Regions from separate parts of the Rattus norvegicus genome. Here region 1 is linked to region 2. A link is a contact called in public HiChIP or PLAC-seq data. All regions are on one chromosome and are shown on one strand. Each heading gives the region's core, a stretch centred on a gene start, on an enhancer-like site or on the middle of the called end of the contact. The rest is flanking DNA. Distances are from core to core; before and after follow the strand shown.

Region 1 (5,138 bases), core at 2,177-4,676, 540 kb after region 2:
CTAATACATCTTTCCCACTACCCACAAAAATTTTTGAAAATCATAAGTTTTGGTTAGCTGCTATCATTGCGATGAGCCGCAAGATAGTATAATTGTAAAATGTTAAAAATTTCAGTCCATGTTTTTTATACTAAAATTTATTTATGTGGTGCTGGAGAGATGGCTCAGCGGTGGAGAGCACTGACTGCTCTTCCAGAGGTCCTGAGGTCAATTCCCAGTAACCACATGGTGGCTCACAAACATCCATAAGGGGATCTGATGCCCTCTTCTGGTGTGTCTGAAGACAGTGACAGTGTCCTCACATATAAAGTAAATAAATCTAACAAAACAAACAACAAAACAAAAAACCCACCCCAAACCCCTAAATAAAGTAGGTTTAAAAATTCATTTATATATGGATAAAAATTTTATATATGAATAAAAATATAAGAAATAATTATAGTTGCCAGCTTTGTTTGAAATTTTTTCTTTTAAATCCTACTTTTAATATTTTGAGATAGGGTCTTAGTCTGTGTTCCGGGTGTCCTAGGACTCACTATGTAGTTTGGGTCAGCCTCTGACTCAAAGTTTTCCTCTCAGCACAGTACTAGGTATAGCCATTTACGTCATACTTCCTATACTATTATAAAAAAAATGGCAATGGCAACAGTTTTGCTTTTAATACAGTTCAAAAGAAATCTTTTTTTGTTGTAAGAATGTGGGGTGGTTAAAACAAAGTGCTTCAAGTATCCAGAAGGAAAATAGGCAAATAGTTCACATTTCTAAAAGCAGTAGAGCCTCATACTCTATCAATCCACGTGATTTAAGAACGGCTTATTAAGTAGCTAGTTCATATGCAGAATTTATAGGATATGGGTACACAACGGATTTATAGGATATGGGTACACAGTGGATTGGACACAGCCTTCTGCAAACTGGAGGATCAATCTCAGAGTGAAAAACTGATGTTCACCATAAGAAATTCTTTGGTTGGTTGTTTGGTCAACTATACAAGTTGGTCAACTATACAAGTTACTATATAGTCACGCTGGCTTTGAACTCACACTGAGACATCTTCCTAGAGCCTACTGAATACACTGAGCTATGTAGCAAGTCCACTTGAACACCCATCCCCAAACTTGAGAAAATAACTTTATAGTTTATCCCCAGAACAAATAAATCTACTTTGATTTTATTACTACCTTTAGTTGTTGGAAACATCTTAATAAATGATGAGTTATATCATGGTGCCTACTCAGGAGGTTATTTTCAAAGGAAAAAGAGGAAAACAAGCATTGTCAATCATTTTTTAGCCTGCTTGGTAAAGAATCTGACTTTGGGAATTGGAGTGACAACAAGCTAAAGCCTAGCGTCATGTCGGCCTTTAGATCTCACTGGCCCCCAGTCTAGTGCTACTGGGAAGAGACAACATTCACCAAGACATCACTTACACCTTTGTACTAACCAGTCCTTACTCTAGACAGGAAAGTAGGCAGTGGAGAACCATAGGTAGAGGTACTTACGTTTGAGGGGTATGAAGGCCAGGTTTATTGAGGTCCAGGGATCTTAACTCCTGCATAGAGAGGCGGCCAGCACCACAGCTGGAAACCGAACTGCGCTTCATGCTTGTAACCTAATTCGGGATTTTAATATTAGGAAAATGTTCCAGATGTAAGTAGTTCATCAAGCAACAGTTATTATCTTTATTCTCGAATAGGAAGGCAACTAAGTTTGTTTCTTTACGACAACCTTTTCCTTGTATGATATATTTACTTGTTCATGTAAACTGACGTTCCCACAAAGAACACCTACGCAAGTTCAAGTATTAAATACACTCAAACACTAGACATGTACAATACAAGAAAGAACAATGTATGACTTCTGCATCACACAGCAAGCCATGATCATGAAATTACTCTGTTAGCCCCGAGCTTGTGTCTATTTTAATGGTAATTCATGGGCTGCCTGACAAGAAATCTCAGGTTCCTTTACTCCTCCCTCAAAATGTTTCCTTTGGTTTCAAAAAGTGTAGAAGTATTTCTTGTTTTTTTTTTTTTTTTTTTTTTTTTGTTTTTCTTATGCCACCTTTGCTCCCAAATAACTTCACAGTGTTTCTTTGGCTTCAGCTGGTTTTAGCTCCAGAGTGAATGATATGGAGACCTGCACTAAACAGAGCAGGTTCTGAGCTATTCTAACTCCCTATGGCTACCTGCTGCCCAGACACACGGTCCTTTACAATTGAAGTCTTGCCTTGGCTCAGTCTGGTCCATTCTTAAGGCTGGTCCCTTCCTGACCTCTCTGGTCTATCCATGGTCTCTACACCACCACTTCTTTGGTCTTTTTAGGACCCGCCCCCCCCCCCCCCATTGGGATTAGAATCCTGCCCAATTCTTGTCTACTGCCCAGCTAATTGGCTGATGGGCTCTTAATTAATCAACTAAAGGAGATGAAAAACAATTTTTACATAACACTGAGACCGGAGATGCTTGACCAAATCAACCTTCGGACTGCACCCAGATTTCTGGGCTTAAAAATCGGCATCTAACTACACAGTGCACAAAATCATCCCCTATCTACTTCACTACACCTGGTTTACGATTAACCCACTGTTTCTCAGCTAATACTACTGTCTCTCTGGTTTCTTTTCTTTTTCTTTTTTTTTTTTTTTTTTAGTTCTTTTTTTCGGAGCTGGGGACCGAACCCAGGGCCTTGCGCTTCCTAGGTAAGCGCTCTACCACTGAGCTAAATCCCCAGCCCCTCTGGTTTCTAACAAAGGTAAACAATCCGGTCCTCAACACGACGTACAGGCTGCTTCCACTTTCAAAACAAGTATCGAAAGAATGTCTATGTCGAATCCTGTCTTCATCTCTGCAGCATTAGACACTATGCACTCAGCCCTCGCTTCCATAGAGGGTTAGACAGACCGCATTTTATTGTTGTTTTGTTTCGAGCTGGGGATGGAGAGCCAGGCCCTTTAGCACACTAGGCTGTGCACTGAGCCACATCCCTCCTTATTTTGACGGCTTGCATTTCACTTAATTTTACTCTCATGATTTCCCTGTTTCCCAGACCTTGTCCGTACACGGCTTTTAAGATGCAGCATTAGGACGGGAACACAGCACAGCAATCAGCTTTCCCCTGTCATTCCCCACCTGTTAGCATCCCCTACTCCCGTTGCAAACGTTGCCGGCAGAGAGCAGAGCTGGGCAGGTCCCACTCCAGCTTCCTCACAACAGTTAGCTCTAGCGCCGCGGAGCATTTTAGCACAGACAGAGCTGACTCTACCTCAGCAGTTACCTTTCTCTCGGCTTCTCAACGAGACCCAGCGCCCAGCTTTCAGTAAACTCCACGACTGCACGCGAAAACAGCCGCCAAAACAAGAGCTTTAGTCTAGGCCAACCTTGGGCGGTTTGAATTTTAAAATTTCCGCCGGCGCTGACATCAGGACTCCTGCGGCGGCGAGTACGCATGCGCGCTCCACCGCGTCCGCCCTCTTCGCCGGAAGTGTGCACGTCCGCGCTGTGACGCGCTCAGGACCCCGTGCGGGTCGTCCTCCGGGACCGTGACCGGAGGGGAATCTTGCCCTTTTTGGGGAGCTGGCGTCTAGGACGAGTAGCGAGCGCCACGGGGCCGAGCGGCCCGAGTCCTCCTGGAGTCGGGTTCCGTACAGCAATATGGCTGCGCCCTGGAACTAGGGAAGCAAGGGTTTGCTTCCGAAAAGATGGCGGCCAGGACCAGTTTTATATGAGTGCTGTTTCCACGGGGCGAGCCTAGGAGGCGGCGTGAGGTGTCCTAACGGTAGGAGAGGCTGTCGAGTGCGGTGACGGATATTTATCATCAGGCTGCCCTGCCCCAAGTGCTGTAGATTACCGCTGCCCAGAGTCGGAACTACAAGGAGGCATTGCCAGTTCCCGGACTGTGGTGGCGGGTCCCTGGGCTAAAGTTTAGATTCACGGATATCGGAGCTGTTGTGTCACTAGCTAGAGAAGTGTAGTTTTGGGCTAAACAGTCTTTTGAGGTAGAGGTTCCCTAGCGGTCAAGTGTCTCCTCAGCTCACGTCTCAACCGGGGAACCAAAATCGCAGGTATCACGAAGAACCCCATCGCCAAATAGCAGTCAGCAGACATTAGCCGGTGTTATAGTTCAGACTTTGTGAGCAGCAGTTCATGGGGGATTATCTCATTTACTTCTCCAAACTAATGGCAACAACATAAAAGTGATCGTTTTGGTTGGGCGTTGTAGTACACGCCTTTACTTTCCACGCTCTGGAGGCAGAGTGTGTGTGTGCGCGCGCGCGCGTGTGTCCGTCCTCTGTGAGTTTGAGGCCAGCCTGGGTTCAGGGACAGCTAGCGCAACATAGTAAAGACACTATCTCAAAACAAAACAACCAAATGAAACCTCCCCCAAGCCCCAAACAACAAAACAACCCCTCCCCCCCAAAAAAACCAAACAAATCCTCAAACAAAAAAGATAACTCTGAGGCTCAGCAAAATCAAGTACCTTAGCTTGAATGCAGAACACACCTTTATTACCAGTACTTGAAGCAGAGACTGGTCGATCCCTGACAGTCTGTTGAATTTGAGGCCAGTCTGATCTACCTGTCGAGCTCCAGAGCAACCTAGTGAGACCTTGTCTACAAAAACAAAACAAAACAAAACAAACAAACAAGCAAAACCCAACACTAGCTAACGGCCAATTGCATAAGATATTTGACTATAAATGCTATTAGATGCAGCTTTAGTTTATTTCTTATTCTGTGCCCTCTTAAGGTTTCCACTACATTATACTAAAGCTATATCCAGAAATGCAGAGCATATTTTACATGAAGATAAAGAAGTTCCAGAAAATATAGTTACTGCACTGGAGCTCAGACAGATTATAAATCTTGAGGTTCTGACCTAGCAAACTAGTTAAGTTGTGTGCTTCTGATGTGCTATTCATACTGCACTTCGCTTGTCTGGAGCAGTCCTAATCTGCCCTTCCACTGGTACTGATTAGGTAGGGCAGGGATCAGAGTAATGGAATGAGTTCCGCTGCGAGCTTGTTTGAAAGCACAGCAGCTCCTTTTCCTTGAGACTCTGTGGCCCTCTCTACAGAGGTTTCTATTAGTTGAGAAGGGCGGTGTCTTGTAGGTAATTTCTGTTCTTTGACTTGACAGG
Region 2 (4,891 bases), core at 2,313-4,812:
CAAGATAACAGTTTTAAAGCTTACGTTCTGAAAACAACATTCAGCCATGATTCCACAAAGCACCATGCCCTTGCTCTAAAAATAAGGCTGTGGACTGCAAAGAATGAACCGCTACCTAGATTCCAGCACCCCAAGTGACCCTGAGAATGTTTCCTACGAGCTAAAAAAACAAAACAAAATAATTTCTTACATTCTTTCCTTGATTTCAACACACCAACAGACTAAAATTATGGAAACAGTTAGAAAAGTCCCGCTCACTTTGCTTTTTATCTAAATCGTGCTTCAGATTTGAGAGGGTATCTATCTTATAACGATAGCTGGTCGCAACTCTAGTTATCCACCCCAGAGAGGTGGTACAGTGGAATGACTCTGGAAAGATGCCCTGCAAGGCTATTATGTAGTCTCAAATTTCTACTTTTATTTATCCTTTTGGAACCTATTGTAACCATTCCCAAGTGTGTATTTTCAATCTAATGTCCTCTGAGGCTGCACATCTCATTTACAACACAATGTTGTGTATTCTTCCCTTTGGAGCTAAACAGTTTAACCACCAGGCCACACGGAGAACATCATTACATCTCTTAAATGTGCTCAAGAATGTTCAATATTTTAAGAACAGCATGCCTTTGCAAGGCAAAAAATCTTCAAAAATAGCCTGTTTTATATGATAATCTTGTCTTCCTTCCCCCAATAACCCAGGAAAATAGCCGACGAAGGTGAAATTTTTTAGTCTACAAAATTTCATGTAAAACTACATTTGATGGGGGTACTGTTAAAATTCCTTTATAAAAATGCTTAAAATGTTAAAAGTAACATTGATTTTTAATAATATATATCTTATTACTTAAAGCATGCATTTAAAAATTAGCAAATGCATTATAAAACAGTTGAAAAGAAGTTTTATTTAGCATTAACAATAGCTTCACACGGAAGTTTAGTGAATTCCATACTTAATTCAACTGTATTAGGACCAGCTAATTATATTGATGTATATCAAATGTCACTGGCATAGAACATGTGTGTGACTCATCTTAAAGAATAGTTAAAACACAGAGAGACAGGAATGCAGTAAATGATTGGCTCAACTTAGGCAATGAGCTACACACTTCCCCCATTCCAGAGGAATGACTCTCAAGTTAAAACAATGCATAAAGGTGAGGAAGAAGTGAAGGGGGTGGTGGTGACTGCTTTAATCCCAACACTGGGAGGCAGCGGGACCTGTGGGCCTCAGGCAGCCAAGGGCACACATTGAGACCCTATCATCAAACACTGACAGTTCAGAATGGTCCCCTTATTCCTACAGGATCAGAGGAAAACTATCGCTATCTTCAGAATTAAGATCAGATGCTTGTCTTCATGGAGTTAATTCTGTCCGAATCTGGTAATGTGGTGCTGAGCAAGTTACTCCCCGGGCCTCAACTCTTTCAAGATGATAGTGATTCACAGGTCTCCACACTGGACCCGGAGCTTCACAGCCATGGCATGGCCAAACACCATCTACACAAAACACCACCAAACCACAAGCATGGTCGGAACACCCTCAGGTAAAGGAGCACAGAGACAGCAGAGAGAACCTTTGCGAGTGGCAGTATCCTCTCTGCTGTGGTTCTACACAAGTGAGGCTGTAAAATATAATGCTCAAGTTAGTTTAAGAAGTTAGAGCAAAATAAAACTGCAAATATTTTAACTTAGGGTGTATGGCAGGATCATCTGAGATCCCCACTTTGAGGGCTTTGTGAAAGATCTTTGATATGAAACTTAAGAAGCAGAAGATTTGCCCGCCGGCCTTCTAGAGAACATATGAAAGTTTCAGACCACCAGAAAGAAAAGGAAGGGAGCGGGTGGTCAAGACAGTTTCTGTTTACAGACGGAAAGGAGTCTGACTTAGTTTTAAACTAAGACAGGGTTGTAGCAATGCGTGTTGTATGGTGTGGGTTGTTCTGCAGTTCTGGATCATGTACGCTAGGTATGCACTCTGCCACTGAGCTACATTCCCGCCCAAGAAGTTTCATGTTTTAGCAGTTGACTAAATGGGAGCCTCTTGATTAAGGAAGACGTCAGACTATGAAGACAGCCTCGAAGAGGCTTTCCACACATGCCGAGGGCAACCAGATTTCACAGAATCTTTAGAAATGTAGAATTTATAGAAACTATGATAAAGTTTGATGTGGGGCTCATAACTGGGCTTATAATCCTAGCCCTTGAAGCAGAAAGACCATCTCAAGTTCCAGGCCAGTCTGGGCTAAAAGGAGACCCTATCCAAAATAACAAACAAACAACAACAGCAACAACAACAAAGTACCCTATGAAACCTTTTAATCCACACTAAGATATACCTGAGATTGCCTAAATTTAAATAGTAGGATCTCACATGCCTAAACTAGTAATAGATATAAAAGATAGAAATTCTTAATAGAACATTTACACTACAGCCTACTAACTTAATATCTTTTAATAAAAAAAACTCTTTTAAAACTGAGAAATATATCCTTTGGAAAACTCCCATTTCAAAACCTCACAGTGTGGTAGCATCTAGGTATGGCTTGCTTTGAAATCCAGATCAAATCAATGCACTTTTTTACAAGACGAGATGGGGGAGGGCGATAAACTCAGTTTTTTAAAGTGTATTTTCAAGCTGTTATTTCAGTTTCAAGGAAAACCACGTTTTTACTTCTTAGGCACACTTCCGGTTGAGAGTCAGCTTGGATTTTCCTAGACAGCCACACCCAAGAGTTCTGAGCACCTTTAAAAAAGTCATTAGTTGCCAGGATTGACTAATGAACCACGCTTCACTTTTGAAGACAAAAAATGCTTTTCTAATTAATCCTCATCAAAAGCCATCCAGAAAAAAGAAAATACCAGCAACTTTAGTGGAGATTCACTTTCGTCACCCTTTGACACAAGTTTTGCACTAAAGAAGTTAAAATCTTAAAAGATCCCTAAAGATCTTATATATTTACATCCCTACTGACTCTTAATATCAGGCAAACAAAACTTCAATCTCCTCTCTGTTCAAATAGCACTTTTAAAAGTTCTACTTAGAGGGGCGCGCGCTGAGCTGCAAAGACAGGGCCGAGGGCGGCTGTGCTACGGTTTTATCCACAACTCTCTCGGTTCCCGCAAGTTTACGTTAGCAACTCAACAGAGCTCCGGAGTCAGCTCTGTGGGGCTCTGGTTTCGCGGGCAGGCAATGGTCCAAGGCGCACCGCGCTGGCGAGCTAAGCAACATTTCCCAAGATCCAAGTTTGGGAAGCAGAGCGACGTCTGCGCCCGGGCTGCCCCGGCTCCCCGGCCCGTTGCTCCACGCCCCGCTCTCCCCGGGCTCGCGGAGACACACCTGCCCAGGTGCGCTCCCCAGCCGCGGCTCCCGGCGGCCCCCACGTTCACCGCCGCCCGGCGAGGACACCTCCTGGGGCCGGGCCACGCCCGCTCGGCGGCCAGCACCACTCACCCTGCTCAGCCGCGAGAACCAAGAGTGAGCGTCTCTGCGAAGCTTTGCCGCCGCCCTCACAAACTTTCTAACTTTCCAGCCGCCCAAGAACGGCCACTTCCGGCCTCCGCTCGCAAACCGGAAGGAAGCCTGGCGGCCATTCTCCGCCGCCTCTATGGGCCAGCCCTGACGGGAGGGGGACCTCAGGGAAGGTGTCAGAGCAGATGGCGGGCTCAGGGCGCCGATGAGAAGTACCGAACGGGGAGTTTAGGGCTGAAATGGACGTGTGGAGGACCTCTCGGTCTAATTACTGACTCTTCGTCTTTCTCGCGTCTCCGTTTGAACTGTGATTCTGCTTCCTCCCCCCTCTTCGGCAGATGGTTGCGCCTGTCCTGGAGCTCTCCTCTGCCCGCATTCCAGAGCGTGGAGATAGGCGGGGAACCCCGTCTAAGTCCATTTAGGGAAATTGAGGAGAGAAGTGCCGCGGGTCTCACGTGACTAGCCTTGGCCCCGCTCCCCAGCCCGGCGCCCCCGCTCGGCTGGAGTGCGCCTGCGCGGGAAACTAGTGTGAATCAGCCTGTGGGTCAGCGCCTCAGTGTCTGGGCGGCGCGGAAGGGAGTGTGCGAGCAACTCGAAAAGTATGAAAAGGAATTTTAAAATAGCTCCTCACTTTTCCCACGCGGGACGGAATACTAAAGTTTCAGGGCCGCGCTGCCTCTTTGGCCCACATAGAGTTCATGAATTCAGTTTTGATTGTTCCGCTCCCTCTTGCAAAACGTTCTCTGGAACTTTCTTCCAGAGTCCCCTTTTACCCTGATGGTGACTCCTGCCTGCCCCACCTACCGCTCCAGGGTGAATGATGTAATTGGAATAAAGTGCTGGACCTATTTACTCGCCGGGTCTTCTTGCGTGGCTCAGCTGCTAACAATAGTTCCTCTTTAAAGGAAGAGGGGTCACAATCCTGGCGAGACAATAAGGATATGTGTTAAATATCCCTAAGATCAGTTGTTTCCTTCAAGAAGCATTCGTCTCATTAATTAGTGATGCGGTTTAAAGTTAATTCAGAGGCAAGGCCAATGAGAGAAAAAAATACCGTAATCCTATAGATGGCAGAAACAAAGTTTCCCTCCCTTCTTTGATATTCACTTGGAGTGGTAACTAAAAATACAAGTAACTAAGTACTTCACCTCCAGCTCCCTAAGCTAAGGTCTTTAAGAGAGGGTTCTGGGTTGTCAAGGACTTAAGAAGCCCAACATGACTTCTAGGGAAGATTGGGGATACAGCCGTGACAGTACAAACTCAGAGGTCTGAGCAGTCAGAAACAGAGGTGGCTTCTGAGGCAATGAGGCTTCTGCAGTGCATGCACCTCCACAAGGATATGGTCTGCCCTACTGGAAAGCTCCCTGTCCGGAAGGGGAACACCAAACCGCATTCTGTGGACGAGGAAATGAGCAGCTTCTG

The links. HiChIP or PLAC-seq counts read pairs in DNA pulled down with a chosen protein or histone mark.
Region 1: an H3K27ac HiChIP or PLAC-seq map of oligodendrocytes shows a contact between it and region 2, with 3 times the contacts expected there. The contact joins the promoter of Ndc80 here to the promoter of Myl12a in region 2.

Annotation. Positions count from the first base shown.
Region 1 is chr9:118,884,103-118,889,240 of GRCr8, forward strand. Ndc80 (NDC80 kinetochore complex component) reads right to left here and starts at 3,427. Exons shown (of 17, transcript NM_001126270.2): 1 at 3,277-3,427; 2 at 1,503-1,612. The coding sequence starts at 1,603. It also overlaps a transcript of Mettl4 not described here.
Region 2 is chr9:118,342,715-118,347,605 of GRCr8, forward strand. Myl12a (myosin light chain 12A) reads right to left here and starts at 3,563. Exons shown (of 4, transcript NM_001135017.1): 1 at 3,452-3,563. LOC102555687 reads left to right here and starts at 3,856. Exons shown (of 5, transcript XR_357340.5): 1 at 3,856-4,068.